Regions from separate parts of the Mus musculus genome. Here all the other regions are linked to region 5. Evidence: chromatin contacts called from public Hi-C, HiChIP or PLAC-seq and promoter capture Hi-C data. All regions are on one chromosome and are shown on one strand. Each heading gives the region's core, a stretch centred on a gene start, on an enhancer-like site or on the middle of the called end of the contact. The rest is flanking DNA. Distances are from core to core; before and after follow the strand shown. Region 1 holds the start of Antkmt (adenine nucleotide translocase lysine methyltransferase). Region 2 holds the start of Mrpl28 (mitochondrial ribosomal protein L28). Region 3 holds the start of Wdr90 (WD repeat domain 90). Region 4 holds the start of Ciao3 (cytosolic iron-sulfur assembly component 3). Region 5 holds the start of Lemd2 (LEM domain containing 2).

What was found. Hi-C and Micro-C count contacts between places; a contact is called where the count stands out from the background. HiChIP or PLAC-seq counts read pairs in DNA pulled down with a chosen protein or histone mark. Capture Hi-C pulls out chosen DNA fragments and counts their contacts.
Region 1: a contact with region 5 is called in a promoter capture Hi-C map of liver, with 4 times the contacts expected there. The contact joins the promoter of Antkmt here to the promoter of Lemd2 in region 5. A contact is called at or near these places in 4 of 39 promoter capture datasets (liver, neutrophils and pre-B cells) and 2 of 9 other capture datasets (adipose tissue and liver).
Region 2: a FOXA1 HiChIP or PLAC-seq map of pancreatic cancer cells shows a contact between it and region 5. The contact joins the promoter of Mrpl28 here to the promoter of Lemd2 in region 5. A contact is called at or near these places in 2 of 39 promoter capture datasets (liver and pre-B cells), 1 of 484 Hi-C or Micro-C datasets (CD4 T cells), 1 of 115 datasets of contacts at active chromatin or transcription factors (pancreatic cancer cells) and 1 of 9 other capture datasets (liver).
Region 3: an H3K27ac HiChIP or PLAC-seq map of microglia shows a contact between it and region 5, with 5 times the contacts expected there. The contact joins the promoter of Wdr90 here to the promoter of Lemd2 in region 5. A contact is called at or near these places in 1 of 39 promoter capture datasets (pre-B cells) and 1 of 115 datasets of contacts at active chromatin or transcription factors (microglia).
Region 4: a Hi-C map of neutrophils shows a contact between it and region 5, with 8 times the contacts expected there. The contact joins the promoter of Ciao3 here to the promoter of Lemd2 in region 5. A contact is called at or near these places in 2 of 39 promoter capture datasets (both in liver), 2 of 484 Hi-C or Micro-C datasets (neutrophils and regulatory T cells) and 2 of 9 other capture datasets (adipose tissue and liver).

What each region holds. Positions count from the first base shown.
Region 1 is chr17:25,791,058-25,796,314 of GRCm38.p6, forward strand. It overlaps Antkmt (adenine nucleotide translocase lysine methyltransferase), which reads right to left and starts at 1,337. Exons shown (of 5, transcript NM_145410.4): 1 at 996-1,337; 2 at 515-619; 3 at 289-429. The coding sequence starts at 1,157. Metrn (meteorin, glial cell differentiation regulator) reads right to left here. Exons shown (of 4, transcript NM_133719.2): 2 at 5,184-5,257; 3 at 4,317-4,376; 4 at 3,514-4,234. The coding sequence ends at 3,918.
Region 2 is chr17:26,119,383-26,125,245 of GRCm38.p6, forward strand. It overlaps Mrpl28 (mitochondrial ribosomal protein L28), which reads left to right and starts at 4,121. Exons shown (of 5, transcript NM_024227.3): 1 at 4,121-4,467; 2 at 5,174-5,326. The coding sequence starts at 4,180. It overlaps Pgap6 (post-glycosylphosphatidylinositol attachment to proteins 6), which reads left to right. Exons shown (of 13, transcript NM_021793.2): 9 at 17-153; 10 at 902-1,080; 11 at 1,157-1,303; 12 at 2,158-2,274; 13 at 2,556-3,872. The coding sequence ends at 2,852.
Region 3 is chr17:25,860,021-25,865,551 of GRCm38.p6, forward strand. It overlaps Wdr90 (WD repeat domain 90), which reads right to left and starts at 1,495. Exons shown (of 41, transcript NM_001163766.1): 1 at 1,165-1,495; 2 at 887-1,063; 3 at 635-797; 4 at 352-522; 5 at 1-113. The coding sequence starts at 1,440. Mcrip2 (MAPK regulated corepressor interacting protein 2) reads right to left here. Exons shown (of 5, transcript NM_026633.3): 3 at 4,574-4,701; 4 at 4,231-4,332; 5 at 3,678-4,019. The coding sequence ends at 3,949.
Region 4 is chr17:25,771,314-25,776,674 of GRCm38.p6, forward strand. Ciao3 (cytosolic iron-sulfur assembly component 3) reads left to right here and starts at 2,463. Exons shown (of 11, transcript NM_026238.4): 1 at 2,463-2,574; 2 at 3,733-3,828. The coding sequence starts at 2,509. Gm41550 (a long non-coding RNA gene) reads left to right here. Exons shown (of 3, transcript XR_876684.1): 3 at 1,097-1,231.
Region 5 is chr17:27,202,022-27,207,584 of GRCm38.p6, forward strand. Lemd2 (LEM domain containing 2) reads right to left here and starts at 2,417. Exons shown (of 9, transcript NM_146075.2): 1 at 1,638-2,417. The coding sequence starts at 2,397. It overlaps Gm34736 (a long non-coding RNA gene), which reads left to right and starts at 2,848. Exons shown (of 4, transcript XR_385492.4): 1 at 2,848-3,146.

The DNA.
Region 1 (5,257 bases), core at 87-2,586, 1.4 Mb before region 5:
CATAATAGCCACTCAGAGCATGAAACTTGGGAGATAAAGATATCAGGAGCTGGAGGTGTGCCTCAGGTGGCAGAGTGCTTGCCTAGCATACACATATCCCTGGGTTTAATCTCCAGTTCTGCATAAACTAGGTCTGATGCCTATAATCCAAGGCTAGTTTGAGATAAGCCTGGACACACATCTCAAAAAAAAAAAAAAAATGAAAGGAAGAGGGAGGGTAAAGAAAATCAAGTTTGGAAAGAAAGAGAGTGGGAGGGGGAGGGAGGGGTATCAAGTTTGGTAGGGTACCTTCCAGAGATCTTTTCGATGGTAGCAGACACTCGCAGAACAACCGGCTCTCCAGGCATGCAGCCGTGCAAGTCCCACAAGCCACGGGTTCAGCTCATATCCCATAGCTGGACGGAGACCACATTGGTGGGCCGCCAGCACCTATGGGAGCCAAGAGTGTGGGATCTGGATGAAGGGAATGGGGCCACCACCAGAGGGACAACGAATATATAGACACAGGTCTTACGATCCTGCCATCACCAGAGCCTAGATCCACCATTTTTCCAGGGCGGCCTCGCAACAGTGACAGCACGTTCTCAACCTGCCGGGCACTCGCGCCAACGTAGGGCACCTGAATAAGGAATTTGGTGGGCTGAGGCTAGAAATCACACAGGCAGAAGCACCAGTTTGGGGGCCGATGGGAGCCTACTAGATTTCCTTTCTTAAATTGATACCATCCAGTGAGCCCCGCCCACTCTCCAGTCATAGGCCCGTACCCCCTAAGTAACTCAATCCCAGCTTCATTCATTTAGACTTGGTCTTGACGAAAGACCCAGGCTCCGCAACTTCCTGGTCCCAACTCTCCGTACATCGGGTTCCCGGGTTAGGTCCCGCGCCATAATTGATTCCGCCCATCTTTACGCTACCTACAGTAGCCTTGACCCCACCCATGGAACCTTGGCTTGCACCAGTATTGGCCCCTTTCCTTCCAAGGTTCAACGCTGCACCTGCAGCCTCAGAGGCACCCGGCGGAAGCCCGGCTGCAGCAGCAGCGCCCATATAGTATAGACGGCCAATCCCGAGCCTGCCGCCGCTTGCACTATCTCCAGCAAGCCCAGCCGCTTCTCGCGTAGCTCAGTCAACGCTTCGGCTGGGTCGTCCTGATCCATGATTGACAGACACTCAGTTCCAGGTCCTACTTCCCAAGGCTCCCGGCCGGTAATGGAAGCGGTTGCCCTCCCCGCTGCCCCCAGCCTGAGCCAAACTCTATCCGCTTGCAGCGTACGCCAGCCAACCGCAGCCGCAACTGCAGAAATCTAAGTATCCGCTGCGATCAGTCGCCGGAAGTGGAAGAGGCCTCCGAGGCCAGTCCGACATTCATTCTTTTCCGCCCAGCCATCCGGGGGACCCTCCTTGGGTTCCGGGTGATGGTTTGGGGTAGCGATGACCCAGGCGATGGGCGAGAATGACAGGGTTTGCCACGAGTGGGTCTACGGTCCGAGACATACAGCGGTCAGCTTCAGGGTCCACTTTACAGACAACCACATGGAATGGAATCTGTTCTAAATCCCCCTGAGGCTGTACTGCTGGCCGGCAGCCTCGGGTTATAGCCAGGGTCTATAACTGAAAGGCACTCTCACGCAAATTCTGTTGATCAAGACAAGAAATGACTGAAAGCCTACCAAAAATCCAGAAGCAAACCACAGAGGACGTCCTTCCAGCCGCCCCTCCCCCTCTTCCGCGACAATAATTAGGCGGGAAACAGAGAGTATTCTGGGGTCGAAGGAGAGGGGCGGGCAGCTAGAGACAGATGTTGGCTCTCTAGTGAGTACGGAGGGAGGGGGCCGGATGTGAGCGACTGGGTGCTGGCAAAGGGCCCAGCCTAGGGTGGAAGACAGCCCAGGAGTCCGGAAGATCTCCTTCTTTCAAAAATAAAGGGTTGAGTGACTCTTAGTAAGGCCCTGCATGGAAACAGATAGAGCCTTGAGTCAAGCTGCTGGACCCCGACCACCCACATCAAGGCTAACTGTCTGAGAATGGTAGATCTTCCCTGACTATGCTCACTCATGGCCTCTTCGGCTATCCCTAGCATAGACGGTGATGGCTTCCAAACTGAACATGCCCAATACCACCACCCTATCGCCCAGGCACAGAGTGTTACCCTCCAAAACCATCTGCAGGACAGGTGTCGCAAGACAGCATGTATTCTGTGTACATGTATTCTGCAGAGAGGCTCTGCTCCATCCAGCTCAGAACCTGGCCACCGGAAGATTTATACCAGAGCCCTCCCACACACTGAATTCTAGACAGGGTTGCTTGGACATAGCTATTCCTGTCTGCTGCTCCTGGCAGTACTCTAAGACCAAGAGCACCCAGGAAGCCCTGGCAACTTGACCTGACATTGGCACCCACACTCTGCTCCTCAGCTGCCAGGGCTCTACTTGGAGGTGTCTCTGCTCCTCGCAAGGCTTTCCCAGGCTAGCTCCTGTGATTTGGGTCCTGCTTATACACACCATCCTCCTTGCTGTCTCTGTCTCTACTGTTTGGAGTCTTCACCACCTGTTCCCTAGAGCAGACTTGAGGCCACTGGACCAGCCTTCCCCTACCAGATGGAAAGACAAGGGTCTAAATCCTTAGCACTCCATGGAGCTTGGGGAGAAGAGAAGTAGTAGCAAGGGGCCGATTCAGAGGCAGATATGGAGGGAGAAAATGCAATGGCCTACTCTTCAGGAGTGATCTCGGACTCTCAGTGCCCTTCCCTCTCCAGAAGCAGTCTATGGAAAAGGAGCATGCTCTCTGTCCACCCTCAGATTACACAGATGTGATTTAAGTTATCTGGTTATAAATATCCCAAAGAAGCCATTCCGGGGGCCTATGTAGGGTGTGGCACCACCATTGTCATAGTCTGAGGCAAGGAACCATATGTCTGGTCTCTGCACAGCCTTGTCACTCTCCCAGTCTGAATGAATAGTCTGTTGGGACTGATGATGGGTGAAAGCCTTAGAGGGAGGTCACGCATTTCCAGAACTCCACTCTCACTCCGCACAGCACGGGAGCTGAAGCTGTTTCCCAGGAGCCATGAGGTAGAGGCAGAAGAAATCTGACGGACGTCCTAAGAAAACCAGCGCACACCTCACTCAAGGTCTTTCAAGCCACAGGCTTTGTCTGCTCAGGGTCTCACTAGCCTTTTGCGAAATAATGAGGCCCAGGAGAAAGGCAGGCATAGCAACAATGGGGCCAGTGGCGGGAAACAGTCTTTAGAGACCCCATTGTCCATTTCTCCCGCCGGAAACGAACAAGCAGGATCCTGCAGAGGAGACCCCACACCCTGCAGGCTCTCTGCCATGTCTGGATGCTCAGCACGTCTCAGGGGCCTCCGGACAGAGGGGCCCATTCTTCCCCAAGGGCGGGACCGGGCCAAGGATGACTGTATGGCTCACAAGGACCATGGAAGGGAATGGCGCGGTGCCAGACTAAAGAACCCCTCCCTAAAGGCCTCGTAAGGAGCTGAAAGTGATGTCTGTCTGTTTGCCGCCCCCCCCAGGCCACCTTTAAACAAACAAAAAAACAAACAAAAAAAAAACAATTAGCTCAAGTCTTCCAAACTACGGCACGGTTGCTCTGAACCCCAGCAGCACCCTGGAATTCGAGGAAAACATGAGCTCACTGGTCAGCAGGCTAAGAAGGGTTAGAAGGGCAGCAGACTGGAGAGTAGACAAAGTGAGGCAGGCACAGAGCTGGGTATGCTGCCTGCCACAGAAGACCATGACTACAGTGGCTGGTATGGTCCAGATTACTTAGTATTCTACCAGCTCACTGTGGGTACCAGGATGCCATCCGAGCCACACCCTTCTCACCCACCCTCCCATCACCCTCCCCAACACCCCATCTCCAGAAGAAGGTCCATCCAGGGCTTGCTCCCAGGTCTCTCAGTCCAGTGCCATCTCACATGGGTTGAGATGGGTCGTGAGAGCAGCTGAATAGACACGGCTGAACTCTTGGAAGCGGGGAGCACAGCCCAGCCAAGCTTCGCCAAATCGGCTCCAGCCCATGAAGAGGAAGGAGCCTGGGCCAGGACGCACACCACAGCGCAGCAAGGTACGAATGGAGGCCCGGCCTTGGCCCTCCGAGCTCCCTTCCTTGAACAGTGGCAGTGTCTGGCGGATGACACGAGCAACCACCACAGTGATGACTGATTCTTGCAGCTCTGTGTCATGGGCGACCCCATGGATGGTCCCGTGGATCACTACGAGGAGACATGGTGGCCAGTGGTGGGCACGTGGGAATGTGAGGCAGACCCTAAGCTCTCCCGCAACAGAAACACTCACCAAAATCACTGGTGCATGCAGCCAGGAGGAGCTCGGCATCACTGCAGGGCCTGCAGGCACCTAGCATGCAAGGCAGGTCATCAGCCAGGCCTGTGATCTCTCAGCACGAGCCCACAGCTCCTCCCAAGAGGAAAAGGTACAGGAGCAAGAGACTAAACCCTTCTCCCAGCATCCTATAGCCTGAAGACACCCTGCAGGTACATGCCTACTGATGGGCACCTCAGTGCCTCATACACAGGCTTGGTACCATCTCATAAACTCAGACTAACACTGGGAAACGTTCTGTGACCTCCCAGCTCTAGCTAGGGATATTCTAGTGGACTCCAGTTCGGGGGGGTCTCTAGCTAGGGCAGAACAGTCAGAGAGCCATTCATTCCCTGCAGGGTCAGGCTACAAGTTCCAGAAGAGCAAAGCACTGGGCCTGGTGCCCTGCAGGGAGGCAGGGCAGGCAGTCTCCATGGTGACGAAGAGGCACACTGGACTTTTGTTGGCTGGGCTTGGGGGGAGGGGAAGGAGGTCACCACCAGGCCAGGGAGCCCTGGACAGCCTTGGCCATAGGCTTTGATTCTGCCTCAGCTTAACCCTTCCCCCAATCCTTCAGAAACCAGAGACCCAGGGCTGGCCTCTCGGGCATTTGCCCCCTCCTGCTCTTTTCCTAAACCGAATCTTTTAAGAGGAGGAGGAGAGAAAGGCGGGGGCACTTCCAACTCACCTCCTTACGACCTGGAAGCCACTATGCTCTCCACCGGAGTGGCCTCTGTCAAGCTACAGAAGGACTCTCCATGCAATGGGGTGGCAAGGCCCAGTCCCATCAGGTCAGTGTGGAGGGCCAATTTCTGACACCCAGCCAGTCTCATAATCACTCACCATCCACACCAAGACCTTGAGCCTGGGGAGACATTTCTGCACGTTGGTCCTCGTGCAGTTCAAAACGGAAGGCA
Region 2 (5,863 bases), core at 2,871-5,370, 1.1 Mb before region 5:
GGCCACTTCTTTGTAGGGATTGTGAACAGGCTGTGGTTCGCGTGGAGACCATCTTGTATCTGGTGCCCTGTTTGAATGACTGTGGGCCCTACGGCCAGTGTCTCCTGCTCCGTAGATACGGCTATGTGTACGCAGGCTGCAGCTGCAAGGCAGGTGAGGATGAGCTTGCCAGGCCAAGCAGGGGTGACACTCCCTCCCACTCCTTCTCACGCTCCCCTGCTAACTTGGGACCCCCAGTCTAGGTGTAAGGGACACTGATTTGTGGGGGGGTTGGGGTGCTGCCTCCTGACTGTGGCATTGCTTGCATCCTGCCTGCCCTTACCCACTCAGTGCCTACAGTTGTCTGCCTTACCCACTCCTGTCTGAGCTGTGTCCTACTGCTCACGTTTTGTTGTGACTACATATTGATTCACACTTTTCCTCGACAGTCTCTACGTCTGTCCATGCATGCCACACTGGCTCCTACGTGTCCACATATCTCTACATCTGTCCCTACCAACTTATCACACCTGTCCGCCCTTACCTACACGTACTGGTTCACACAGCCTTCTCCATGTGCCTGCTCACAGCAGAACACACTTGGCCACGCCTACCTGTGTCTACACACACCCGTCCATACCTGTTTCCCTGTACCAACTATGCTTATCCCTCCTTCTCCACTCCTGACCATGCCTGCTATGGATACACGTGCTCGTCCAGACCCTCCCGTGCCTACATGCATCTTCCACTTTTGTCCCCACTTGCCCGTGCCTGCCCACTCTTGCATATACCAGTATCTATTAGTGCCGATTTCCTCCTCCTATGCCCGTGGATTCCCTCAGGCTTGTCTACACAGCATCCTCTGGGCGAGGAAGGGCCCTAAAGTTCAGAAGCTCATGCCTAGGTATTGCGTGGCCCCCAGGTTGGCGTGGGTGGAGCTGCACCGACAACAGCACAGCGCAGACCGTAGCCCAGCAGAGGGCAGCAGCGCTTCTGCTCACGCTCAGCAACCTCATGTTCCTGGCCCCCATTGCTATATCCCTGCACCGTTCCTTCCTGGTCGAGGCCTCTGTCTACTTTTACACCATGTTCTTCTCCACGGTAGGCTTGGCCCTAACCCTCTCGGGAACTCTGGGTGGGGAGGTCAGGTCTGCTTGCTCATCGCTTCACCTCATAGTTCTACCACGCCTGTGACCAACCCGGGGAGGCAGTGTTGTGCATCCTCAGTTATGACACGCTACAGTATTGCGACTTTCTGGGCTCTGGGGCGTCCACCTGGGTGACCATTCTTTGCATGGCCCGTCTGAAGACAATCCTGAAACAGGTGAGTGGCCTCTGATGCCAAGCCTGGGCTCCAGGGAAGCAGGGGCCCTCACATACAGTACATGACGTGGCAGAGAGGGATAGACCAGATAGGACTGGGTATCGGATCTCACAAGAGAACTCGTCATCCACTACTGGAGGACGTTGTAGGAAGCTGTGAGGGAAAGGTGTAGCCGTCAGGACGCCAGGAAAGAAGATGGGGACCGGGACCCTAATCTCAAAGAGGAGTCAGGGCAGGCCTCCCTGAGAAGCTGGAGCCATGTTCCTGGGTTCCTTGTCTAAGGGCACTTGGGGATTTTATGCAGCATCTGGACAATAGAGGTGACTCTTCGGTGCTTGTGAGCTGTGTCCTCTATAGCCTGGGTACTGCCCATCAGGGGCACCCATATCATCTCAAAGAGTGGGAGGAGAAAGTTCTGGAATTTGGAGATCCAGCAGGCTGAGTGTGGAGGGCATGAACTTTCAGGCAGTGGGCAGATAGAAACTTAGGCATGGGTCCCCTCCCAGGTTGCATCTAAGGCCACCCTGCTTGTAGATCCTGGAAGGCTTGGTATGCACGGTCATGCAAGTGTGTACAAGACTGCCCATTAGGAGTGGACATCATCACCTAGTCCTCCAAAGGTCCTTTGGACACAGTAAAGGGACTAGAGGAAGGGTACTTCCCTCCCAGGGGCTGAGCAGGAACGGGGCAGAGTCTTAAGAGGAGCCGACAGAGGAGAGGAGCCAGGATGTTGGGAAGCTGACCTGGGTAATCAGCGCCCCTGACCCCAGCGCCTGCCTATTGTGTCTCGTGCTATCACAGGTGATTCCAGCCAAAGGCTTCTATGGCCTCACAAACCACTGTGTCTCTCCTAGGTACTACTTGTCCTCGGCACACTCGTCATCGCCATGTCCTTGCAGATGGATCGCAGGGGCATCTGGAACTTGATGGGACCTTGCGTCTTTGCTTTTGTGATCATGGCCTCCATGTGGGTAAGGAACAGGGCATATAGTCTCCTGTTCAGACTCATGGAGAAGAGAGCCAGGCCCTTAATTCCAGTTATGCTGGGAGGGCTCCAAAACTCCACATCTGTTTAGAGTCGGTAGCAGCTACCCATAGAGCCCCAGTCTGGCTATGTGCCTTAGGTCTTGTGCCGATAACCACTAGGCATGAGGCCATATGCACTTCTCCTGCCCAGATCTAGATAGACCCCATACCTCTTGGCTCTGGGTCTGCACCAACCAACCAACTCCCATGTGGCTATCCACTCTAGATATACCGCTGTGGGCACCGGGGACAGTGCTACCCAACCTCCTGGCAGCGCTGGGTCTTCTACCTCCTGCCTGGCATCTCCATGGCTTCCGTTGGCATCGCCATGTATACTTCAATGATGACCAGTGACAATTACTACTACACCCACAGCATTTGGCACATCCTACTGGCTGGTAGTGCAGCATTTCTTCTGCCACCACGAGAGGAAAAAGCTGGGTCCTGGGCCTGTTTGCAGAAGTTCCCTTGTCACTACCAGATCTGCAGGAATGATCGGGATGAGTTGTACACAGTGACCTGATAAGGCTGGTTCATGGACACCTGAAACTCTAATGACCTCTTCAGCTAGGACAAGCGAGAGAGGTGCTTGTCTAGCCCCAACCAGGTTTCCATCTGAATAAAATTGTCCTGAGACGCTTGGCTTCTTTCTCCAGAGAAGACCCCCTCCACCCCAAAAAATCTTTATGGCTGCTGCCAATTCCTCTGAAGGTCACAGCTGTTTCCACCTGGAGCCCACAGGTGCCACGTGTGGGCTGATCACGCTGTTATGGATGGGGATACAGATAAGGGATTCCTGTGGTCCCCTTCCTTTGGAAAGCCGTGATATGAGACCCACAAGCAAGGAAGTCTGAGTGCACAGAGGTCACTCACTGTCTCTGACATCCTGTACCCTTAATGCCATCCTGCCTTGGCATGGGGATACCCTCCTGCTGCAGTTGCTATGGTAGAGTCCAGGGTCATCAGAGAGCTGATTAAGACCTGGAGTGCTGTGTGCTGTCCCTCCCTCATTGTCTGTTGGAGCAGGAGGCCTTCGGGAGAGCCTGAGGTAGCAGGCTGCTCAGCTGTATGAGGTCTGGCTCCAGAAGGCACACAATGCTCGCTAGTGTTCCCTTCTCTCTTAAGGGGTCCAAGGCCCCAGTCTGGTGAGCATTCTCCTGTGCTGGCCCTAGACACTTGGATGAGGCTGACCCCTACTGGATCAACTGAGGATTAAGGAGTGGGTTCTGGATCCCCAGCCCAATCTTTCTGGTCTCCTGGGGTCACTGAGCTGGTAGTGCTGTGTGCCCAGGCCATTTGGTTCCCACTGTGAGGCTCATCTGCTCTGAGTACTGGGATTGCAGGTGTGGGCTTCTGGGCTCCTTCCCAAGCTACTAACATCCTTTATTTGGCACCAAAGCACACTTTAGCCCCTGAAAGGGGAAATGTGTATATTCTGTTGGGGGTGGGGGGCAGGTGGTAAAATGTTACTGTTCTAAGATATGAAGGCATATTTTTATGTAATTGGTGAATTTAATATTCTACAATAATTTTTCAAATCAAATGAGTGGTCTTTTTTTTTTTTTTCCTTGCGTCCCTGGAGGGAAAGGGAGGTTGAGCTCAGGGTAGCCTTTCCCAACAGGCTTGCCAAAGCTGCTGGGGAACTCCTGGGCTGCACTTGGCAGACGGTGCCTTGAACCCATTCGCAGTAGATAATTTTTCATGGTCCCTAAAGGAGGCGGAGGGAAAGGGATTAGTTTAGATGGACGGGCGTTGCTGCCAATTGGCAGCGAGCGAAGGCGCACGTTCGGTGACGCTATTCCGGTTCCGGGAGGCGCGGGCGCGCTCTCCTAGAAGTAGAGGGTCGCGCGATGCCGCTGCACAGGTATCCTGTGCACCTGTGGCAGAAGCTGCGGCTGCGGCAGGGCATCTGTGCGCGCTTGCCCGCCCACTTCTTGCGCTCACTGGAAGAAGAACGGACGCCGACCCCGGTACACTACAAACCTCACGGGACCAAGTTCAAGATCAACCCCAAGAATGGGCAGCGCGAGCGCGTTGAGGACGTACCCATTCCAGTTCACTACCCTCCAGAGTCCCAGCAGGGACTGTGGGGTGGAGAGGGCTTGATTTTAGGCTACAGATACGCCAACAACGACAAGGTGGGTGCGGACCATCTCGGCTGTTCTGCATGCTTTGCTGAGCAGGCGCTGCTCTGGGCGCCACAAACGGTCAACCAGACTAACACAAGCGTTTTGTTTACGGAGCAAGCTAACTCCGATAGCAAAGTCTAGTCCTGAAGTGGGGTGGTCCTGGATCAGATAGTATCAAAAGTAAGGACAGAGTGGGGACAGTGGTGGAGAAAAGGAAGGAGGAAGGATAGATTCGAAGCTTGTGCCGAAGAGGAGGGAGAAGTGAAATCTGCTTGTCACCTGCTAGTTTCTATGCGCATTTCCCTCATTTTTAGGACGGAATAACTTTGCTCCTAGTACATAAAAATCAAAAAGACCGAGATGACTGCCTGGAGTCTATCTCTTCTGGTGATACTCTGCTCCTAGGCAAGCCCTGTGGGAGGAGAGAGTATGTTTCAGGCCTTCCAGGGTGTCATTCACTTGCCTGTGGCTACTGGGTTTCAGCTGTGTGAGAATCTGGAACATATACCAGTAGCATTAGGGCTAGCCTGAGTGAAGCAGACATCTAGGTGGGTGGGTGTCCAGAGCCAGCTCAGGGGCCCTGACCTGCATCAGTGGTCCTGAGGAGCGTCTGAGGAAGGGAGAGGGCCTGGCTCACAGTAGCCCAGGTTCCAGAAGGGTGCTTTGGGGCCCACTTGGTCTATAGGAAAACGGGAGGTTTCTCTTGCACCCTTAGCTCTCCAAGAGGGTGAAGAAGGTGTGGAAGCCACAGCTGTTCACTCGGGAGCTTTACAGTGAAATCCTGGACAAGAAGTTCACCGTGACTGTGACCATGAGGACCCTGGATCTCATCGATGAGGCCTATGGATTTGACTTCTATATTCTCAAGGCAAGCAGGGGTTAGTGCACTCCAAGGTCTTGTCAGACTCGTGGGAAGTGCCGAGTGCACTGCATGGGCATGGGCAGGGAGTGTGGGGCACCCCAGGGTAGCCATTACAAGTAGGACTGAGTCCCTGTTGGTGCAGCCCCTGAAGCTTTCTGTCTTGCTGAGGCCACTCCCTGTGAGTCGCTGACTTGTCCAATGGTTGTAGCCATTTCTTTTTCTTTCTTTCTTTCTTTTTTTTTTTTTCGAGACAGGGTTTCTCTGTATAGCCCTGGCTGTCCTGGAACTCACTCTAGACCAGGCTGGCCTCGAACTCAGAAATCTGCCTGCCTCTGCCTCCCGAGTGCTGGGATTAAAGGTGTGCGCCACCATGCATGCCTTGGGCCTGACCCATATAGGCTTGGATGCTAGCGCTGATCCCAATGCCTGTTCTGCTGTGGTCTAGCTTAGGGCTGCCAGCAGCTGAAGAAGAACCCATAGGGTCAGCTGACAGGGTGGGGGGGTGGGGTGGTGAGCCTGCTGTAGCACCCGACCCTATGTGAA
Region 3 (5,531 bases), core at 245-2,744, 1.3 Mb before region 5:
AACGTGGATGTAATTGTCATGCCAGCTCTCCCCTTTTGGCACCGGGAAAGCCATTTCTCGAGGCATAGGGTTAACAGACAACTTTGCACGCCGGGCCTCAGTGACAGTGACAGCTACAATGAGCAGGACTGTTCTAGATCAAGGGACATTTGTCCTATCCCTTCCCACCCCAGGCAACATGCATTACCAAGTATCTGCCACTCCACCAACCAACCCACCCCAATGCTCTTCCTGGAGCTGGGAGCCCTGGTGCATGGCTCTCCTCTGAAATTGGTAAGTGGTTCTTATCTGCCAGCTAGCGGGAGGGTTCTAGCCTTCTGACTGGGATGGGGCATGAAGTGTGGGCCTCACCAGGGTCAAAGCACAGATCACTGGTGTAGAGGTTTCTGACTAGCAGGCTGGCACACAGCCTGATGCTCTTGAGATGACTATAGTGCCTGCCCAGGTAGAACATCAGGATGTCACGCAGGTCCAGCTGTAGGCAGGTCCAGCGGGCACGAGGAAGAGCTACACCTGCCAGGTCTGCAGGACACGTGCGAGGTCAGCACCTACCATTTTGTTGCAACCCCTCTCAGCCCCATCCCCTAGCTATCCTCAGGGCCACACAGAAGCACATGCCCAGTTGGGCCTGTACCATCCCGTTTTAGGCCTTCATTCAAGCCGTCCCTCTTGGACCAAATGTCACCACCTCTCCTGGGTGTCTTAGTCTCGAAGACAAAGGGGAACTGAAGCCACGTTGTGGAGGACTTGAACTCCTTAAAGAGGTTGGAGAAAGACACACGGATGACCTGGCCGTCCTATGAGGCAGAGCGAGGCCATTAGAAGGAGATTATGGCACGGTGGGAAAGCAGCAATAGACACCCAGCCCTCCTTCCAAGCTGGGCACCTCGGTGGACACGTCCAGGTGGATGACAAAGTGCTTGGTAGGCACAGGCCGGAAAAGCACATACAGGTACCGCCCAGTCAGCCCCAGAGACTGGGTGCTAGTTCTGGGGAGCTGGATGTAGTTGCTGGCAGATACAGACCCACGGATGCGATACACAGCGCTCTTCAGGACCTTGTCCTAGAAAGAGAGAGGTGCTGCAAACAGGCGCAAAACTGGAGGACAGTCACAGTGCCCACTGGGAGATTTCTCAGGAGCAGGAAGGACCCCGCGGCCAGTACCGTCACCACAGCCACATCTCCCTCTTTGCTGGACCGTTTCCACTCATCCACCCTGAAATGTCTGAATACATTGAGGAAAGGGTGCTGCCAGGCTGCAGAAGGGACGCCGCCTGAGCACCGATCTGGGGCAGCGCGCCGCGACCCTCCACCTCCGCCCGCGGGACGGGCTTCTGCACGAGGTCCAGTCACTGACGCGGCGGGGACCTCGGACCCGGGACTCCCGGGACGCGAGCCCTGACGACAGCGCGTCTCGCGCGCGCCGCTACCTCCGGCCATGGCGCTACAGCTCGCGCTTCCCGCCTCAGCTGACGCTGTCTTACGCAAAACACATAGCACGGCGCCTAGCAACAGCCTCCTGGCAACGCGCGTCACTTCCGTCGCCGCTGCAGCAACGCACAAATATCCCGCTGCTGCGTGGTCCTGGGCACCTAGCAGGCCCCTAGGTCTTGCGTGGGCTCGCCCTGCCCACTTCCACCGCTGTTGCCTCCTGCTTGGGGCTTTGCGGCCTCGCCCAGCCGGGGCCTCAGCACTGTGCAGGGAACTGTGCTAAGTAGCCGTGGTCGCTGACTCTCTCAGAGGCCTCCGGTTTTGTTTTGAGAGCTGAACCTTTTTTTCTGTATGTGAGCCAGAAAGGTCATGCTGAGACCTGTCCACATCCACGGTCCACCCAGGCTGGGCCTCATCTCTGCTTTCTAACTGTGTGGAGGTATCTGATCAGCATCCAGGGTACTCTGGGTCTCCCTGCTTCAGGAGAGTAAGGTCCCTGTGCCCACTGGGGTGCAGCTTTCAGATAACCACATCACCACAGGTTCAACATATACCCAAAGACCCTTGAGGCATTTTCCCAGTATACTACAGCAGACCTCCAGCTTGAGAGAGAAGGTCCTGCAGTCGAGGGCTAGGATTCTATTCCAGCTAAGTCCTGGTGGAGAATGGACTTTGCCTCCCAGACATGCTCTGTCTTCTCCTAAGGATTAATCCTGTTAACTAATGCACTGGGTTCCTTGCTCAACTTTTTTTTTTCCCTTTTAGACGGAATCTATGTAATCCTGGCTGTCCTAGAACTTGCTATGTAGATCAGGATAACTTTGAACTCACAGCTCCAGCCTCTGTAGTTCAGGGATTAAAGGCCTGGGCCAGCCATTCCCTTCAGAGGCCCTTCTGCAAGGTAGCTGACCTTATCTCTAAGAGCAAAGCTTTTCTTCTTCCTTCCCCCACAGCAGTTTAGAACATTTATAGCTGCCTGCCTTGGGGTTTTCCCTTTAAAGGCTAATAAATTCCCAAACTTCTATTTCAGTCTGGTTTTGTCCTTGAGCTTGTTTGTGGCCATTCTCTTTCTTGTCTCTTTCTGTCTGTCTTTTTGAGACAGAATATCTCTGTGTAGTCCTGGCTGTCCCAGAACTCACTATGTGGGAGCAGGCTGGCCTTGAACTCAGAGATCCTCCTGCCTGGCCGTTTAAAATCCATATATTAATGAAACTTAAGAACCCCAAGAGGGGACCTTGATTTCTCCAGTATCACCAAGATTTCTTCCTTTTAATTCTTTAATCGGCAGAGAAAACAAACTCTTTCCTATATCTCACTCCAGTATCACCTGGGTCTTGGGTCTGACTTTGGCCATTGTCAAGAAAAAGAGGTAGTGGATTCAGATGAGACAGCTTGAAACTACATATTTCCAAAATGAGCTGGTCAAGGACCTCATCACCCTAGTTATCGCAGCATGGTGGGGCATGTCTTTAATCCCAACACTCTGTGAGTTCCAGGCCAGCCAGCCACCTGTCTCAAAAAAAAAAACAAAAAAAAAAAACAAAAACAAAAAAAAAAACAGAGCTGGACAAAGCTTAACTTCTTCTAGTCCAAGAGTAAAGAGGTTGTGACTAGGAGGGGGATACTGCAAGCCAGTCTATAATCCCAGCTACTGGGGAGGCAGGAGGATCAAAAGTTCCAGGCTAGTGGCACATGTCTTTATTCCAGCACTTAGGAAGCAGAGGAAGGCAGGTCTCTGTGGACTCAAGGCTAGACTAATCTACATAGCAAACTGCAGGTAAACCAGGATTACACACTGAGATGCTGTTTCAAAAGAAGAAGAGGGCCGGGCATGGTGGCACATGCCTTTAATCCCAGCACTCGGGAGGCAGAGGCAGGCGAATTTCTGAGTTCGAGGACAGCCTGGTCTACAAAGTGAGTTCCAGGACAGCCAGGGCTATACAGAGAAACCCTGTCTTGAAAACCAAACCAAAAAAACAAAACAAAAAAACAAAACAAAAAAAACCAAAAAAACAAAAAACAAAACAAAAAAAACAAAGAAGAAGAGGAAGAAGTAGTAGTAAACAGAAGGCAGAGGATATAGGTCAGTAGGTCAGTAGAACAGATACCTAGCCTGTGTGAGACCCTCAGTTCAATTCCGAGTATCACAAAGTGTTAGGGGAGGCTAGAAGCTGAGACTGAGAACTAGTAGACTCGTGGCCCCAACACACATCCCCCACCATTCACCAATCACCAACACCCGAAAGGGCAGTTTCTCAACTTTATTAGCCTGAACTCCTCCCTGCCAGCCCCAGGGGCTGGTCCCTGGGCACAGTGAGCAGGACTGAGGTTAGACAGGTTTGGCCCCTGGCTCTGGCAGCTTGGGACAGCCAAGCCAAGGGAACAACAGGTGCAAAAGTCCAAATGTTGGCACTTCAGGTGTGGCCGGTACCCAGCCAGGCCACAAGGTGGATCGGCGCACCATGGTCCTCTTCTGGCAAAGGGTCCACTATGGCAACATTCCTTCCCGGACAGCTGCTAGGAACAGTTGGTGATTTTAGCCAGAAACTGCTGTGCCCACCACTCATCGAGGTCAATAGGTACAAAGTCTGTGGGTAGAATAAATGTCAGGCAGTGATGCTGCTTTTCAAGCTGGCTGGTACCTCTGCCCTCTAGCTGATCACACCCCCTAATCTGGACTCTAAGCACAGCAATTAATGGAAAACAGGAGACTCTGACCCAGCACCTCCTTCCCCAACTACCTGAGGCTACCTGGTATAGAGGGTTCTTTAGGGATTTGAGGCATAGGAGAAGGCTCACTCTGTAGCCGGGGATCAGGAGTGCTCTCCACATACTGCACAGGCCGTGGGCCACTCTCATCGGCAGGGCCGCCATCCAGTTGTCGCTCTACCTGCTGCCAGGCTGTGGGGGAAGGAACAGTTAGAATGAACCGGGCCCCTGGTGTCCCTCCCACCCCAGCACCTGGGGGCCACCTTGCACTCCAGCCCAGCTCAAGGAATGGACATGACCAGGCAGAGAGCCAAGGAAAAGTCTAGCCCGTGACCTGCTAGGAGTCAGGGTATTGTGGGGAAGGACAAGGCCAAGCCATGGCCACAGTACTGGAATTCTGTGGCCTGAGCCACACCCCCTGGTCCCTTACTACCTTCGGACACAAATCGGACGTTCTCCTCGTGGGCCACTGTGTAGGTCTCTTGGGTCCCCTCGAGGGATGGGGAGGTGGTGAGGGGTCGCCGGCCGTTTACTCGATTGAATACAAGTCTTGGCCCAGAACTGTGGGAGGGTAGGAGAGAGATACAGTTGGCACCAGCCATGTCCAGGAGCTACCTTGCAGGGTTCAAGAGCGGCCCTGGTACATACCCACTGCACCTGCATAGGCCCAGGCCCAAACTAGACCCTTCCTTAACCAGAGCAGCTGCCCTTAGCTGCTTCGAAACAAGGCCTCTCTGCTTTCAGACCCTGAGCTGACTGCAGCTCAGCTCTGTAGCTCTGGGCCCAGGGAAGGTGAGTGATTGCAAGTCAGAAAGAGTCCAGCTCTGTATCCAGACCTTCAGCAGGGGTCCCAGAGACCACTCCTCTGCACTCCCAATCCCCACCAGGCAGGCTTCCAGCAGTCTGGGTCAGACCTCAACATGATCAGAACCTTTTGCCATCTCCACCCATCAAGCATAGTCCCCTTCTTCTAGAGATGTCCTCAATGACACCCCCCACTGTTGAACACAGACCAAACAAGGATGGATCGGCGTTTACTCGTCCCTGTCCCCGGCTGCCCCCAGACCCCTGGGAGAGGAACACAAAATGCTGGGCTGTCTCTTTGGGAAAAACATGACCTTAAGCCTGACCCACTCCTCAAGGCAAGAGAAAAGGGGCAAATTGAATGAGATGCTCCCCCACCCCATAACCCTGTGCTGTACTCTATATCAAGGGGTGTAGGCCCAGGGGTGAGGCCAAGCAGGCCCAGGGCAGGGCAGGGCAGTGCAGGGCAGTACAGGGCAGTAATGTGCCATCTCTGTTGACTGGCGGCAACTGACCAAGCCCTGTGCTCGTGAAGCCTGGGGTGGGGCCACGGAGGGAATGGGGCCGCACCTACAGTAGGAGGTGGG
Region 4 (5,361 bases), core at 1,213-3,712, 1.4 Mb before region 5:
AACCAACCAACCAACCAAACAACAACAACAACAAAAAGAAACAAAGAAAAACCAAAAACTAAAACCAACCAAACAAAAGGATTTGAATCCAGGCTGGGCTGTTCAGTGAAAACAAAACAAAACAATAGGGCTGGAGAGATGGCTCAGTGGTTAAGAGCACTAACTGCTCTTCAGAGTCTAGAGGTCCTGAGTTTGAATCCCAGCAACCATATGGTGGCTCACAACCATCTGTAAGATCCAATGCCCTCTTCTGGTGTGTCTAAAACCAACAAAAACTGAGTATAGGATTTTAGTACATCAGTTTTTTTCTCTTGTAAAATCGCATGCATTTGTGTGTGCACATACATGTGTATGGGTACATTTGTGCTATGTTGTACCTGTGGAGGCCAGAGAGTCAGTTTTCTATTTCCATTATACAGGGCCTGGGATTGAACTCAGGTTAGCAGGCTTGGCTGGCTAGTGGCTGGCCATGGGCCCCAGGGCTCTCCCTGTCTCTACCCTCTCAGTGGGATTACAGGCAGCACATGTCACTGTGTTCAGCTTTTACATTAATGTTACAAGTCACACTCAACTCATTCCTCATGTCTGCACAGCAAACACTACATCAACTCTCATCTCAGCTGGGTGTGGTATCGAATGCCTTTAATCCCAGCACTTGGGAGGCAGAGGCAGGCAGATTTCTGAGTTCGAGGCCAGCCTGGTCTACAAAGTGAGTTCCAGGACAGCCAGGGATACACAGAGAAACTCTGTCTTGAAAACAAAGAAACAAACAAACAAACAAACAAACTCTCGTCTCAGCCTGATTGTTACCATTTCTAGTAGACATTTTGGTGACATTAATGATGTTACAAAGCCAGGCATGGTGGCACACACCTTTAATCCCAGCATTCCAGAGGCAGAGGCAAATGGATCTCTGTGAGTTCTAGGCCATCCTAGTCCACCAAGCGAGTTCCAGGACAGTCAGGGCTACACAGAGAAACCCTATTCTGTTTAAAAGAAAAATGACATTCACGTGTGCAGCATCTATTCTAAAGACTTTTCTAACCACCCTGATCAGAAACCTTCTCCACACCTGAGGTCAGCTTTCCATCTGCAGGTTTGCCTGTCCTGGACATTTTTGCTGAATGGTGTCACACGTGTGGCCTTTTGTGACTGGCTTCATGAAATCCACTGATTGTAATGTCTTCAGGGATCACCTACATTACACCAGGACTTCATTCTTTCTACTGTTCCAGGCCATTCTGCTCTGTCTCTCTTATTGGGCCTTGGATATGCCTCACATCTGCCAGCCGTCCACTGGGTTTGTTCTAATAGACTTGGGTTTGGTGGTGGTGGTGGTGAGTTTGAATTTCCAGGGATCTATGTATCACCCTCCTTCCAGCATTAGAATCCTCCCAGCAACCCTGTATACAGTTACCAAACCCAGACACTATTGTGGATGCCAAGAAGTGCATGCTGAAAGGAGCCTGATATGGCTGTCTCCTGAGGCCCTGCCAGAGGCTTACAAATACAGAGGCAGATGCTAGGCAGCCAACTGTTGGACTGAGCACGGGGTCCTCAATAATTAAAGAAAGGACTGGAGAAGCTGAAGGGGTTTGAAACCCCTTAGGAAGAACAACAATATCAACCAACCAGACCCCCCAGAACTCCCAGGGACTAAACCATCAACAAAGGAGTACACATGGCTCCAGCTGCATATGTAGCAGAGGATGGCTTTGTCATGCATCAATGGGAGGAGAGGTCTTTGGTCCTATGAAGGCTTGATAGATGCCCCAGTGTAGGGGACTTTGAGGGAGGGGAGGGGAGAGAGGGTGGGTGGGTGGAGTAACACCCTCACAGAAGCAGGGGAAGGGAGGATGTGATAGGGTGTTTCCAGGAGGGAGGGAGGGAAACTGGGAAAGGGGATAACATTTGAAATGTAAATAAAGAAAATATCCAATTTAAAACAAGAATCCTCCTGGCAAACAGAAACTGTCCTTTGGCCCTGGTCCAGTCCAAGAACCTGCTTCTGTAAATGTTCTCCCACACTCCAGTCTTAACATCTCAACAGCACTTGTCTATCTCATTTTTTGGTAAGCCCATTCCAAGGCATTCCAGTGAATCAAAGTTAATTTTGTGTTCTCCTGCCCACTGCATCTGGAACCTTCCTTGAGTATTGCTAGGTCAAGGTGATGAATGAAATCCGGATTCCGACCCCTACGGGAAGCGGGAGAGACTCTGAGTCTCTAGTTACATTCTTTGCGTTATTTGTCTTTGCTACCCTGCTACACCACAACCAAGGGACGCAAGGGAGACCGAACGCTGTGCTGTGGAACTTGCAGCTTGAGTCCGCTGGGCCGAGCGCTCAAGGCCGCCGGCAGAGGGCGCGCACGCTTTTCAAAGCTTGTTGACGGAGAGAAATGAGCATGCGCTGGAATTTGCGTTTTCCGGCAGAGTGGCGGAACTGCATGTCATTTTGGTGTCATTTTGCGACACCCCCGTGTGACACTCGGCGGCAGTGAGGCTGTCATGGCGTCGCCCTTCAGTGGGGCACTACAGCTGACCGACTTGGACGACTTCATCGGGCCATCTCAGGTGGGCCGGCCAAGGGCGAGTCGGGCAGGAGGAGGGTCCGAGCCTGGCCGTGCACCTCGGGAAACCTCTCTCGTCTGTGTCTTTTCCCAGGGCCCAGGACCCAGGGCCTCAGTCAGTCTAGTTCCCTTTTCACAAACACAGACAACTGAGGCCAGGGAGGGCCAGACAACGCGGTTACTGGGCCCGGAGCGATCCCTGGGACCATGGGAGTGTTTAGTGGTGACAGGCAGGTTTAGTGTTTAAAAAAAAAAGGTGGGGGGACTTGTTGTTATGTGATCTTAAGTTACTGTTGTAGTAGTGTCACCCAGCTGGTGATGCAGAGACATGGTGGGGCTGAGTTAGCCTCCACACACCTGTGAGATATCCCTTCCCACTCCTCTCTCAGAGCCAGTTGTCATCTCTGTGGACAGGGACCATGTTGAAGGGACAGGTTTGATGTCCACTTGGGCCACAGCCACAGCTAATGTTCCTGACGTTGCCTCGAGGAAGAGAGAGGGATACAGACAGACCGCCCTGAAAACAGGAGCTGCTGCCCTTGCTGGGTCTTCCTTTGTCTCCAGAGCTAGCCAAGTCCCATGACCCATAAAAGACGGGCTGAGCTGCCACACGGACAGGATGAACTGGGCCATCTTACCCGAGACTGGCCCTTTTCTGGAAAGCCACCAAGGTTCAGGAAGCGATAACAGGAGATGTCCAAGAGAAGGGGAGAGACATGGAGTTTCATCTGTGGTCGTGGGATGGAGGTGACCTCTAGATGTTTCCAAGGAAAGCCTTCCTGTCTGGCCAGGCCTCTGACACTCTGATCTCCGGGGGTGTGCTGCTATGTGCACGTAGGAAGGGCAGGCTAGTCAGGGCTTCTTGCATTAGCTTGCATATAGAGTTTGTAGCAGATTTCATGGTGATTCTGGAGAAAGAGTGGCCTTGATGGCATTCTCCTCACCTTGTACAGAGAAGGGTGGGCAACCAGAGCTCAGCATGGCTTCAGTGGCAGGAAGGTGGTAGAATTGGCCTCGGTGGTGAGCTTCACTCTATGGCCGGTAGCCAACCATCCCTGAGGCCCTCCATACCCAGCCCCCCACCCCACTCCCCACCCTCCCCACCCCCCGTCCAAGTTGCTTTCTCCTAATAGAGCCTGGTGTGGGGTCTTTCCTGGTGTAGAATTGCATCAAGCCTGTAAAGGTGGCTAAGAAGCCAGGAAGTGGCATAGCCAAGATCCACATTGAAGACGATGGCAGTTACTTCCAAGTGAACCAAGTAAGGACCCTGAGGTCTCACCACATCCCTGCTGGGGGCTGGCGGTGGCAGGAGGGGGAGGGAGGCTGGGGTGTGGATCTGAAACACACATCTTCTTCTGCCTTTCCCAGTCGCAGATGTGGCCACCCTGAAACTCACTGCATCTCCCCAGCTCTCTCACTGGTCACATTCACTGACCACGGGGAGCTGAGATGATGAACAGGGCTGCCATGGTGAGCAGCCAGTCTGTCCTGTTCTGCACGGGGCAGGAGGAGCCTCCCCTCCTCCTTTGCCCCCTACGTTTAGTAGCATAAGATTTTGAGGGGGTTGGTTCCCTCAAGCCCCTCCTCCCTCTAATCTGAAAGTTAGATCCTGATGTCTGTTAAAATTAACCCTGCCTGGCTGCCCTTTGCACTCTAAGGAATCCCCTTCAAAATACCGTGCGCCACTGCCCTGAGAAGGGAGGCCCAGCCATGGGACCTCTGAATAGGGGAGGAACCTTGGGCAGGTTCAGGGAATGGGTGTGCATATCGCCATGAGCAGTGACAAGCCCAGCTGTTTGTCTACAACAGTGACCTCGTGACAGTCTGTGGCATCAGCTAGACCCCAGTGTACCAGGAGGCCCTGGTTCTCAACAAGGGGTCCCATGGATGGAGGGACAGAGGAAGGTGCCCATCACCACTGGTCTGTGCTTTAAGGACAAGTGGCCTTGTCCGCATGATGCTGGTGTAGCCTGGGCCTGTGGACCTTTGGTTTCCTGGCGTGGTTAACCTCAGGTTGGGGCATTGGCACCAAGCACAGGCTCCGAGAATAGCTGAAGCTCACCTAGCCCTGGCTCAGACCATTTCTGCATCTGCAGCAGTGTTGATGGGCTCAGCCTGGCACCACATTTGCATGACAAGAACCACTGAGGGTGTCCTGGAGGCCCTGGTTTGAATACTGGGGTCCTGGGTCTGTTCTACCAATTCTGATAGTTGTTACTGTCTGTACAGCCTTCTCTCGCATTCCCCCACCCTCTCTTCCTTCCTCCATTCTTGGTTATCCCTCCTCTATTCCCAGCCTGTCCCCACAGACCAGAGCAGCAGCAGCCAGTCCCAGCAGGGCAGTTGCTTCTGCACTGACTTATGGAAAGACAGCCTTGCTCATGGGGTCCTGGTACTCCAGTCAAGCCTGTGCCAAAAGCTGAAACTTGATGTCAGTGGGAACACCGGGGTGTCTAAAGCATCTGTGTATGTGTGTGATACACACTTCATTTAAAAACTGGGTGTCAGGGCTGAAGGTAGAGCTTCCTGGTGGAGTGTTGGCTTCTTGTTTGCGGGGCCCTGAATTCCACCTACTGTCAGGAAATAGAAAAAGAAAGAAAAGTAAATAAAAATGAAAAGAGGGTGTCATAAGAGCCCAGTCTGCTCTCATTGCTGGTTCTTTTTGGTTTTTCGAGACAGGGTTTCTCTGTGTAGCCCTGGCTGTCCTGGAACTCATTCTGTAGACCAGGCTGGCCTCGAACTCAGAAATCCGCCTGCCTCTGCCTCCCGAGTGCTGGGATTAAAGGCGTGC
Region 5 (5,563 bases), core at 1,167-3,666:
GTTTGAGGCAGGCCTGGGGTGCAGAGAGGATGTTGTCTCAAGAAACAAAACAAGGGGCTGGAGAGGTGGCTCAGCTGCTCTTGCAGAGGGCCTGAGTTTGAATCCCAGCATCCATGTGGCTGCTTACAGCCATGTGTCACTCTGGTTCTGGAGTCTCCATTGCCCTCTTCTGGCCTCCATAGGTACTGTATGCATGTGGTGCAGACACACACATAGGCAAGTCACCCATACACATAAAAAAAACAAAACAAAACAAACCCACAAACAAGATAAAAACCAAATGGCCTTTGTTGCTTAACTCAGAGAGTTAGGCTCAAACAAGACAACATAGGGAAAAGTCTTTTATGAACTACAAACGACAGTATGTCAAGTAAAAATAAATGCTATCACAGGAGGGAACTCTAGGGACCCCAAGCCTGTCTTAAATTATCTTAAGCAGAGCGTAGCACCCAACACTATGTGACATCATCCCCTGAGCGCTTACAGCACCTGTACAATTTGCTGGCACTCACCTCTGTTAGCCTCTAGCTGACCCAGAAACTATTCCCAGGGTGGATAACGGACCCTTGGGCATCAGTGTGGCAAACAGACTCACACACGCCCAGACATCCATTCCTCACAACACTGAAGACAGTGGTTGGGCTCTCCCTGTATTTCAGCTACTCCTAATTGTGGGAAATGTGACCCTGACTCAAGGCTGGCAACAGTGTTAACCTCGAGCACGCTTCGGAAAGAAAACGAACTGTCATTTTATACCTAAATTTGTACCCAAAACAATCTGGGTCTGGTGATTCGGGTCTATACTTTCCAGCTTCGGGGGAGGTAAGGCAAGATCATAGGTTTGAAGCCATCCTGAACTAGAGTGAGTTCTAGGTGAACCTAGACAGCTTAAGGAGACCCTGCTTCAAAGTCGTTTTCAAAAGCCAGCTAGCGAGAGTGTAGCTCAGTGGAAACATGCTTGTCTAACGTATGTGAGACGGACCCTAACTATAACCCCTTATACCAGAGGGGGAGATTTTCATGAAAATAAAGAAAATAAAGCCGCGTTTCTTCTTTTGAGTAATAGGCAAAAAAAAAAAAAAAAAAAAAAAAAAAGACATCAGTCCTCAGCTATTCGGGAGGCTCGCTCTCTTGCACCCCTCAAGGGGTGCGGAGTCACGTAACTGAGTGTGGGCAAAGACGTCTAGGAAGTCGCCTGACTCACAGGCTCTCTCCCAACACAGCCTGCGGGGGGGGGGGGGGGAGGCTGTGCCTCACATGCACCCCTGTGGTACCAGCTTCGGCTTAGAACAACTCTCCCACACCTGAGCCACAGGCAGGGTCAGACTCCTTTTGACAAATGAAGGCCCGGTGGTGCCAGTTTTGCTGCTACAAAGCTGAGACCACGGCAGGCATTCCCCGAAGGCAGGGAAGACAAGAGGGGCAGGGGTGGGCTGACTGTCAAGAGTGTGCGTGTGGCTTTCCCTTGGAAGGACCTGGCTGTGGCTGAAAGGGAGACTCTAGAAAGACGGGGAAACAGAAAAGAGCAGAAAGTGGAGGCAGAAAGTGAGGGTCTGCAGTCGGTCGCGGCTCACAAGCCGGTCTGGGTGGGCGAACCCCGTGCCCCGGGCCCTCCCCTGCGCCGGCCCGGGACGTACTGTTGTCCTCCGCCTCCTGCGGCGCCGAGGGCTTGCCCATCTTCACCCACAGGATGGCCAAGAAGCCGAGCAGCAGCCCCAGGCTGGCCCAGAGCAGGAGCCGAGACAGGCAGCGCTCCAGCCACCGGCCCACCTCGGGTCGGGTCCGCCCGGCGCCCGCCGAGCCGGTGCGCGAGCCCTTCAGGCCGGGGCGAGCGTCGGCGCCGAGGAGCGCCGAGTGCGGCCGCGCAGAGGCCGACGGCGGGGCCCACCAGTGGCGGCCCCGGCCCGGGGCGTGCCTGTCCGGCGTTCGTGTATCCTCGTCATCCTCCGAGCTGCCCCGGACCGAGGCGCGGCGTCGCAGCGGCCCGGGCCCGGCGTGGGGCGGGTAGGAGAGGCCGCGGCTCGCGGCCCAGGGAGAGGCGGAGGCCCCGAAGTTGCCGTACGGCCCCGAGGCGTCGGAGGCCGCGCTAGGCGCCGGCGGGGAAGGCGACAGCGGCCAGGGCTCCGAGCGCAGGACGCTGGCGGCGGGCCGCGCGCGCAGCGGCGCTTCCTCGCGTAGCCGGGCCTCCTCCCGCTGCCGCTCGGGGCCCCGCGGCCCGGCGTCCTCCCGCGGCCCGGCGTCCTCCCGCAGCCGCTCGTCGTCGCGCAGCCGGGCCTCGCCCCGCAGGCGGCGCAGCTTGTTGCGGTAGACGTTCCGCGTGGTGTCGGTGATGGGGCCTGGCTGGAAGCCCAGGGCCTGCAGCTCTCGCCGCAACTCCAGGTCCGACAGGCCGGCCATGGCCAGGACACCGCCCCCTCGCCCGCCCCCGGCGCGCACCGCACCCGGAACTGCTCCCGCCGGCAGCCGCGGCGGAGCGGGCGGGGCCGCGCGCCATGATGGGAAGGGCGACCACGGACGCCATATTGGGAAGGGCGGCGCATGGAGGCTATGTCCGCCATGATGAAAGGCGTCTGTGTCGGCCTGGCGCCGCCATGTTGGTGAGGTCAAAGGGTTGGTTTGGTTACTGTTTTGTTTTGTTTTACTTGTGTGTGCAGGTGCTTTCATCTCTTCCCCCCGCCCTCTAGCTTATCTTTATCTGTCAGACCTAGCAGTGTTTATCCTAACGCAGCGTTAGCACGTGGTAAACGTTCAATGGAATGTTGATTTACTTAATGGATGAGCTCAATGGTGTAAGAAAACCACCGCCATTAATAGAGATCCGGCCCACTTGCCAGTCTCCGGATGGGCGTCGAGGCTGTGTGTCGGATTTGGGTGGTGGAGTAACCGCCCGGCATGCTCTCCAAGACCTTATCTTGACTGCTGCTTCAGGCCAGCTTCAGGCATGCACTTGGTCGACACTGAAACTTCAGGAGTGTGCACCCTTGGGACTGGAGAGATAGAAGACTCTGGGCGTAACAACACTTACAGAGGAGCTAGGGTTTGGACATCAGTGGCTGGTCACGTCATGGACAATTCCAATTCCAGAAGATCTGGTATCTTTCTCTTCCGGTCTCTGCTGGCATGGTATGAACCTGGTGCACATACAAGTGGGTAAAACACTCGCACATAAAATAAATATATTTTTTTAAGGTGCAACTCTGAGACAGATTGATCCTCTGTGGCCACGGGTGACCCAAAATGTCCTCATAGGTGGATCCCTATACTCTGAACTCTTAGGGGCAAATACCTATGCCCTAGGTTCCCGTAAATGTTGGAATTCTCTTGGGTGATGGGATCGGGAGACCCGTGTCTTACGGTTTAGGGGATGATCTGCAGAGTCTTGCAGTTTGATCTCCAATCTGCAACCATTTAGTGTGTGGTAATTTCCAATTAACATTTCTAGCCAGCTTCCCATAACTCCCTAGAGGGCTGCTATAAGGATTAGAAGAGACCTTCAGGACAGGGCCTGGAGCGCACTCCTCCCTTAGACAAATCTGTGCAGTGTTGGAGTTGGGAGCCTTGAGGGGGTGGGGGCAGTGATGTGGTTACCCTTACCCGTCCCCCCACCATCTAACAAACACAGTTCATGGCCTCACCCTCTCCCCTTGCTGTTCCTTCCACATCCTTCACCCATCACCTCCCTTTTCCTGGCAATATTGCAGCTCCAGCTTCCCAGCCCTCGAGATCTCCCTGCAGCTCTACCTGCCACCCTCCCTGCCTTCCCTGAGACCCTGGGCCGTGCTCCTCTGTCAGAGTTTCATCGCTCTGTCGCTTGTTAAACCCCAGGAGTATTCAGTGCCGGCCACACAGCTGGGAAAATTACAGCCTCAGCTCCGCTGGGCTTCTGTCGTTTGCCTCCCCTTCTCCCTGACTTAGCTGCTCCCATGTGGTGTGATTTCTCTCACCAAGTGTTGTTTTCCTTTTCTCTGCCTGTGTTTTCGCGGAGTGCCACGGATTTGATATAGTGATTGCCTAACACATATACCACATAATAGTATTTTATTTCTTCCAAAGCACTGTTTGCATGACAAATGAGTTGGTAACATTTGAGCAACTCCTTGCAGCTGTATGTATGGCTCAGTATCCGAAGCACAAGCCTGTCAGCGTCGGTACTGGCCGAGTGCATTCTCAGAGTGTCTGAATGGATGTTCAAAGTGAGCATTGTGGTGTCTCACAGACCTGTGGTCTGTTTCATCCCAGTGAATCTAAGGAGGCATAGAAATCATGGACGGTTCCGGGGCCACCCCTAATGGTGGCACACCATTCAGGCATCCTCTCACACACCTAGGACCAAATGATCCATAGCAAGCTGTATTGACCTCCCTCTAGCCTAGAACTCAGTGTTAGCCTTTAGCTACCTTGGCTTGCCCTGTGGCTCATGGGTGGCTTCTGGCTTTGTCTTCTGGGCCTCTTGGTCCTAGGCATTGTGTATCAGCAGCCTCCAGCCCCAGCCACTTACAGGGGATCTGCCCCTCAGGTCCCCTTCTCTGCCCCTGAAAAAGAGCCTTGGGGGGTGCATCTGCTTCTCTGAGTTCCCGGCCCTGTCTGTTCTTTCTGGGGGTTAGACCACTGTGGTCCTCCATGGTACTCCGTCCCCAGGACTCTTATTCTGTTGGTAGATTTGCTGGGCGGTGTCCACGAAGCTCCTGAAGGAGCTCACCTCTGTCTAGCCACCTCTGCCCCTGTCCTGTCAGAGCCTTCCTAAGGGGTCTGCCTGGCATGGAAGGCGTATGTAACAAAATGGAAATGGCTCAGGGTCGCTAACTGAGAGCTAGCTCTACTTTGTCATTACCGTGTGTGTGTATGTGTGTGTGTGTGTGCACATACGTCCTCATCATGTGTATAACTGAGTGTGTAAGTGTAATTGTATAAGTGTGTGGGTGTGTGTGTGTAACTGAGTGCACGTGTAAGTGTGTATTATATAAGTGTGTGTGCTATGTGTGTGTAAAGTGTATAGCCCTTGCTATGCCAGTCTTTTTGACTTATTAAAGGCAGACAGAAAAGACAAAATGTTGAGCCTGTGGCTGTTTATAACCACATCCACAGCAGCAGCAGAGGTGATGAGTTGCTGGAACCCTCTGGGTCCCCAGAAGGCCATCACATCATGCCGCTCCTCTCTTGCTAGCCTCTTCCTGTTTCAACAGAGCCCTGTAATAACAGTGGCCATAAATCTTTCATGGCTCCATTTTTCCCTCCCCCACTCCCGGCCAGGAAACAGTACACACGTTCAGTCCTCGTCATGCCGAGTGTGTTCTTGACTCACACTGTTGAGAACCTCAGCTGACCCAGGCTTCCTTTGATTCACACGATAGTGGCATCACACAGAGGGTGTGTGGGGGTCCTGGGGAGAATGCAGTCAAAAGTGGGGCTCAGATTCCACTGGTGTGGCTTCAAGTGGACCCTGCTTGCTACCTCATCTCAGTGCCTCGTGCAAGAGGGGCCGCCCACCAGCTCTCTCCCAGCCTGCGGGTCAAGGGAGGAGGTAAATGGAGTGAGAGGGAAATGCCGGAACAGGCTCTACAGG